Regions from separate parts of the Triticum aestivum genome. Here region 1 is linked to region 2. Evidence: chromatin contacts called from public Hi-C data. All regions are on one chromosome and are shown on one strand. The core of a region is the stretch at or near the end of the contact, and the rest is flanking DNA. Distances in the headings are between cores, read along the strand shown. Region 1 holds the start of LOC123118639 (phospholipid-transporting ATPase 3). Region 2 holds the start of LOC123118612 (F-box/LRR-repeat protein 15).

The links. A called contact is a pair of places that touch in the nucleus more often than the background predicts.
Region 1: a contact with region 2 is called in a Hi-C map of leaf, with 4 times the contacts expected there. The contact joins the promoter of LOC123118639 here to the promoter of LOC123118612 in region 2. A contact is called at or near these places in 2 of 5 Hi-C or Micro-C datasets (both in leaf).

The regions. Positions count from the first base shown.
Region 1 is chr1B:262,285,392-262,288,781 of IWGSC CS RefSeq v2.1, reverse strand. LOC123118639 (phospholipid-transporting ATPase 3) reads right to left here and starts at 1,888. Exons shown (of 27, transcript XM_044538614.1): 1 at 1,307-1,888; 2 at 1-32. The coding sequence starts at 1,531.
Region 2 is chr1B:261,609,251-261,613,042 of IWGSC CS RefSeq v2.1, reverse strand. LOC123118612 (F-box/LRR-repeat protein 15) reads left to right here and starts at 1,280. Exons shown (of 17, transcript XM_044538612.1): 1 at 1,280-2,087. The coding sequence starts at 1,669.

The sequences.
Region 1 (3,390 bases), core at 639-3,138, 680 kb before region 2:
ACGCTGTACTTTGTAGTCGATACAGAATTTCCCTGGAAATGATGAACAAGAATGTTGAAGAAATAAGGTATGAATTATTAGAAGAAAAAAACAAGGTGGGACTCTGGCATTAGAATTACAATACTGATGATTTGATACGCTACACACGGCAGACTGTGAAACTAAACAAAAAGGGACATGGTCAAACAAACTAGAGGATGTAAAATGAGAAGTGATATAGCTTGATCTTCACAGTATTGATCCCGAATATATTCATTTGTTTACACTAGCATGCACGGGAAAGGTGGGGTGTCAGTGAAAATTTACGAGAATGCACGAGAATGTTAAAGAAATATAAGATACGGATTATTAGAAAAACCAAGGTGGGGCTCTGGCATTAGAATTACAAAAGTGATGATTTGATATGCTACACGCGGCAGACTGTCAAACTAAACAGAAAGAGTTGATTGCATGGTCAAACAAACTAGAAGTTGTTGATAAAATGATAAGTGATATAGCTTGATCTTCACAGTATCGATCCAGAATATATTCATTCGTTTACACTAGCATATGTACGGGAAAGGTGGAGTGTTAGTGAAAATTTATGAATGCATCTACTTACAATACTAGGGCAGTTTTGCAGGGATCAGATAAATTATGGTTAAGATAATAAAATAATGGCAAGTGGCAAGTAACAGTGTTTCCCATTATTTTGTGGCATAAAATGGAGTATTACAATTAGACCAACAGCATTATCATGGAAAGCTAACATGGCAATGAATGACGTGGAGAGCAACCATTCCCCTTACAAGTAAATAGGTTGCTTCAGCTTGCAGCCATCAAGAGGTGAGTTGGCTGCCCTGAGCCCCTGACTGGAAACAAGTTCAGTAATCGACACAGCAAGCATCACGCAGAGGTGCGGTTAAGTGGATGGATGTATAGAATAGTCCAGCCTATTCATCTGAGCTCTTCAAGCCTAAACGCCAGTAGCATCTAGTATGTTTGTATTGCTGCCATAGCAATCTAAGTGACTAGTAATTCAAACAACCAAACAGGCTCTGATCCACCCAATTGCCTCATAGTTGACTAGAAATGCAGCACTCGAGGACAAACAGATCCTAAGTGACTTTCTCGTGGAATAATCAGTATTAATGACTATGTAAACCGAAACAAACTGCACTTCTCTACTAGCTCACTGTACCAAATGGATATCTCCAACCCAACCGACCGAACACGGAACAAACAGGTGGTAAGGAGATCTAGGCACATAGAGCCCTACGCTTCGAGACGAATCAACCGAATTAGAGGAGGAAAGCCGGGCATGTACCTTGTATGCGACGGGCGCGTTGGCCTCGCGGTCGTTGCAGTAGATGGTGCGCACGGTGGGCGCCTGCGGTTGGGGCTGACGCCGGAGGCTGGCGCCTCCGCCGCCGAGCCGTGCAGTCCTGGACGACTCCGCGCGTCCGGGCTGAGAAGGCCCCGCCCGCGGCGAAGGCTCGCCGCCAAGCCGTGCAGTGGCCACCCGCACCATCTCCTTTATCCGCGAGCTCATCCTGCCCTCTGCGGCACCAGACCAAGCGCTGGAGGAACCCGCGGGAGATCTCGGGAAACCTCCCGGTGGACCACGCGCGAGATCGATGGCCAAATCTGGCCGGATTTGCGCGGTCTTTTCTCTGGATTTTGGGTTTCTCCGTAAGGAGGGGATTCGATTTGGATCACGCGTTCCCGTATGTGCGCGCTTTTTTCCTCTGTGTCTCTCTTCCCTCTTTTTTTGGGCCTTGTTCTCTTCCTCCCTCCCCTCCGACCTCCGGGGAGAAGAGACGACGGGAGAGGAGGAGACGAGGTCGCGAGGAGGGCTTGCAGATTGCACGACTGGTTTGTTTAAAATGATGAAGGCCAGCTCGTTTGAGCTACGAGACTTGTTTTTCACCGCGCCTCGAATTCTCGATTTTCACAGGTTTGGGTCGAAATTACGTCCGACGAAACTAAGCGGAACTCAGCGCACCGGTGGGCGTCTGGGAGCACCGACGAAATTAAAAAGGCGTGTGGACCCACACTGTCGGCGACACCGATCGATTTTCCCACTGTTTTCTGCTTTTCCCTCTCTTTTCCTCCCCATCACCCCCATCTCCCCTGCAGCTCTCGCCATTCTCCCCAGACCGCCCCACATGCCATCGAAGAAGTTTGCGCCCCCTCGCCTAGCCACCGATCCCGCCCAGCCAAAGCCGAGAAAGCCGAGGACTCCGATGCCAAGGCTCTCGGGCTTGACGAACGCCCAGTGAAAGGCTGACGTTGATCGTCGGGCGGCGGTCACCAGCGATAGGCGAAACGAGCTCAACATGAAAAAGGCCAGGGACGCGGTAACGGAGCAGGAGGCGTCTCACGGGGGCATGGCGAACGAGCACCAGCTCCTTCCACCTCAACAGGCAAACTAGTACCCACAAGGCGTGTGGGGTAGCCAGCAGAGCGTCGCGTCGTCGGCCAACTTCTCGTCGCTAGTGTGGGCGTACGCGCCTTCGCCTGACTAAGCTGACGGTGACGCGCTCGACGGCTTCAACCCCAACATCACCTTCCCGCATTGCTCTATGCCGCGTGTGCCCTCCTTCTCTTCATTAGCCTCGACCCGCGTGATACGTCCATTTTGCATCATGATTTTCTACTGTTATTTATAATATTTTTATGCATAATAATGCTCCATGTAGTAATTATAATGCATTTTCTCTCATAATATGCAAGATTTACACAAAGAGGGAGAATGTCGGCAGATGGAATTCTGGACCTGAAAAAGCTACGTCAGAGTTACCTATTCTGCACATCTTCAAATGAGCTGAAAATTTATGGGGAATTATTTTAGAATATCTATACTACTAATAAAAGATCAAACATAATCTTCTCTAAGCGCACCCCATAAAGCATACACGAACGAATTATGATGAGGACATCAATACAATTGTTACACCCACAACCCCTGCTGCTATACATACTGGACCAATTACTAGAGCTCGTGCACGCCAGCTAAATTACCAGGTACTTTCGTTTCTTGGTAATGATTCTAATGTTCATGAGAATATGATGTTGCCTAAGTTGGATACATTTGTTTTGCTTATAAATGAAGGGGCTAGCTTGGAGAAGGATGAACATTGGAGCAAGAACAAGCATGGAGATGATGGCATGCGCAAGGGGAACAAGAACGAAGTTACAAGTGATGATTTCAGGACTTTGAAGCCACCATAATGGGTGCATGAAGCCTTGGACGAAATATACAATATGCCACTTCATAAATTTCATTCCGAGGCTATTTTAGGTGCTGCGTCACCTTATTATTGGGCCAGGCCCATGTAATTTCAAAATACATAAGTATAGGCTATTTTTAGAGTCCGTATGTGTGGGGAAACAAGAGATAGGGTTGAT
Region 2 (3,792 bases), core at 31-2,530:
TCCTGGAACCCATGGATGTGTTGCCAATATAACTCAAACTGAAATCGTCTCTATTTTTTTAACATCCCCTCATTCACTAGGAGCAGCGGGCAATGATCCGAAATGGTAGAAGACTGGGGGAGGAGTTTAGCTGCCCGAAATTTGAGCTCCCAGTCCATAGTGCAGAATGCACGATCCAAACGGACCAACAACGCTGGCGGAGATTGTTCGTTGGACCAAGTGTACCGCCGCCCGATCAGGTCGAGTCGGTCACAAACCTGACCGGAGATCCATGTCCCACCCGCAAAAGAAATAAAGGGAGATCCATGTCCCACAAGGCAGAGCGATGGCATCCACTCGTCTTCACAACTACGAACTATCTGCCCCATCGGTCATGGTGAGCGACCGCAGAAGCATCCCGTAAAACGAGATGCGTTAAGCAAATGCAAGGCCCACACAGGAGCAAAGCCCAGTAAAAACTTGACTGGCTGACAACAAGGCCCCTGCCCCCCATGCGCCACTTGTTAGAGGTAACATCGAGCAGATTGGCCGCAACCTACAACTCCCACGGCCCAAGCAGTCTCTCTCTCTCCCCCTCTCACCCTCGCCTCCGCTCCCCCATTTCCGAAGTATACTCGCGAGCCAGCGGCCTCCAGCTCACCACCGTTTCCGTCGTGCGCAGATCCGCCCAATCCGTGCAGCCTCAGGCCACCGCTTTGGTACGGACGCCGCTTACCCTTGCTCCTTACCTTGCTGGCGTGTCCCTCCTGGATCGAACTGAAACCGTCTCTATTTTTTTAACATCCCCTCATTCACTAGGAGCAGCGGGCAATGATCCGAAATGGTAGAAGACTGGGGGAGGAGTTTAGCTGCCCGGAATTTGAGCTCCCAGTCCATAGTGCAGAATGCACGATCCAAACGGACCAACAACGTTGGCGGAGATTGTTCGTTGGACCAAGTGTACCGCCGTTCGATCAGGTCGAGTCGGTCACAAACCTGACCGGAGATTCATGTCCCACCCGCAAAAGAAATAAAGGGAGATCCATGTCCCACAAGGCAGAGCGATGGCATCCACTCGTCTTCACAACTCCGAACTATCTGCCCCATCGGTCATGGTGAGCGACCGCAGAAGCATCCCGTAAAACGAGATGCGTTAAGCAAATGCAAGGCCCACACAGGAGCAAAGCCCAGTAAAAACTTGACTGGCTGACAACAAGGCCCCTGCCCCATGCGCCACTTGTCAGAGGTAACATCGAGCAGATTGGCCGCAACCTACAACTCCCACGGCCCAAGCAGTCTCTCTCTCTCTCTCCCTCTCACCCTCGCCTCCGCTCCCCCATTTCCGAAGTATACTCGCGAGCCAGCGGCCTCCAGCTCACCACCGTTTCCGCCGTGCGCAGATCCGCCCAATCCGTGCAGCCTCAGGCCACCGCTCTGGTACGGACGCCGCTTACCCTTGCTCCTTACCTTGCTGGCGTGTCCCTCCTGGATCGAGCGTCAGCCGCCGCCCTCCAGCATCCCTAATCCGGTTCGACCAAATTCGGTGTAATTTGGCGAGGCGTCGGCCCCAATCGTTGGAGTTTGCTCGTGGTTCGTGGCGGGCTGGTGTCTGGGTCGCCGGAGGTTGGCCGAGGATGCTGGCGGAGGGGGTAGTTCTAGGGTTAGGATTTGGTGCGGTGGTGTGAGGCGATGGCGGACGGGGGAAAGATGAAGGGCGTGGAGGGAAGCGGCGAGGGTACCGGGCATGGCGAAGATATGGACGAGGAGGCGCGGGAGGAGCTGGAGCTCGCACTGTCTCTGGGGCGCCGGGGTTGGCATCTGCCGCCAGTGCCGGTGCCGCCGCCGGCACCTGCCTTGAGATGGTCGATGGTCTTCCCCGCATGGGACCCTGACGCTGCCGGGAGTTCGCGTGCTGCTGAGAGCGTTTGGGATTCACCTCCTGTCCCACCACTCAGGTTCCGTGACATGTGGGGAGGTGGTGGCGCAGACGCTGATGCAGGAGGCGCTGGCGAGGCTGAGGAGCACAACAATGTCGAGGAAGAGGAAGGGAGTGAGGATGGAGATCGGGACCTGCAGAATAAACGTCCTAAAGTGGGTGCTTTTGGCGAGTAAGTTCCTCAAAGATTGCTACGCTTTCTATTGCATTGCAGCCTTGCAGCTGTGTGGATTGTTAACAAATTTGTTTGGTGGATTTTTTGTCGCTACTAGTTCTGTTTGCAGGCAAGGATTGTCACTGATGTCATTTTCATGTAGTTTGGTTTAGCATAGCCACCCTGGAAAATCAGGGAATGTGGTAGAGAGAATTTAATATTTTTACTTGTCACTAGAAATGCTGAGATGGGTAACAAATATCTTTGCTTGCAGCGGACAGAGTGTCCCCCTATGGTTTTCTTGGCACATATATCCTTCTGTAGAGCTAACACTATTTAATTTACTGCGTTGAAGGGACTATCTCTGATATGATCTGTGAGAAACTCTAGAATTAATCTTGCATACGGCAACTCGTATTAACCACGTGACACTCTTCTTCCATAATTCATTTTTTCCTAATTATGTTTCATCCAGTAGTTACTTGCCTCTATGCATTGCTAGCCCATTTCTTTGTGTGCTGCGTCCTTGCAAGATCTTTTGTATTCTCTCTGACTACACACAGTACTATGGCAGATCAAGTTGATGAACCTAAATAAAATATAAACAATATTTTCTTGATATTTCAAGTACATTTTCTTATTTATACATGTATGTTTAGGTTTATTCCTGAGGGGGAAGAAAACTATAAAAAAACATGGAGTTACAAGCACATTTTTTAATCTTATATTTGACCTTTATTTGTAGGTTTTCTAGCACTACATAACTGAAAAATAAGAAATATATTTTTTCGGCAATGACATTTTCTTTAACCATACAAAGCACCAATTTCTTTTTATGTGGTAATTGAAAATTGGGATTAATTAAGAGACAGTAACTATAATAAGAAGGCAATAAGTATAGGAGTGGGGGTGGGGGTGGGGGGAGTCTAATCACACTGGAGGGAGAAATATGGAATTGAGCTAAAGATTTTGGACGACTCAGATTCAAAGTATCCCATCCACTTGTGCTTTATAGTGCTTTATATTTATATTACAATTCGGATGATATGATATGGTGTGGTAACTGAAAATTGGGGATTAATTAAAAGACATCAATTATAATAATGAGACAATAAGTATAGGAGTGATTGGAGGGGGGAGGGGTCCTAATCACACTTGATGGGCAAAAATGGAATCAAGGTAAAGATTTTGGATGACTCAGATTGAAAGTATATCAACTCATGTTTTATAGTTTGTATGATATGATGTATAGGTTTTGCAATTTGTAATGCATATTTTTTCTGATATCTTGATTATTCCAAATAGTATCCCCTACATGTTCCGCATAGTGTTGTGGTTTAGGGTTTCCTTCTCTAAGACATTAGACTAACAAGGAAAATGACCACCTTAGATTCTCCTGAGTGTTGATGATATCGTATTTGAAGATAATAGACTGCATCAGTTGATTATTTTTGTTTTAGCCTGCCTTTTACTGGTGCTGTGATGGTTATAGGTGTATTAATGTGGTTACTACTTGTGTTTAACTAGAAATTTTGATTGAATAGTTGGTTATTTCGCTTCATTTCTATCTGCTGGATTGCATTCGATGCACACCAGATGGGTGTCATCATACAGCTATGTTTTGGACACCTTTTAATTCTGTCTTACAGGGATCCCTGGGAAGTTGCTTAGATTGTTGTTGGAGTCTAGTGGGCTTACCAAAAAATTGTTCAACCTGTTAATC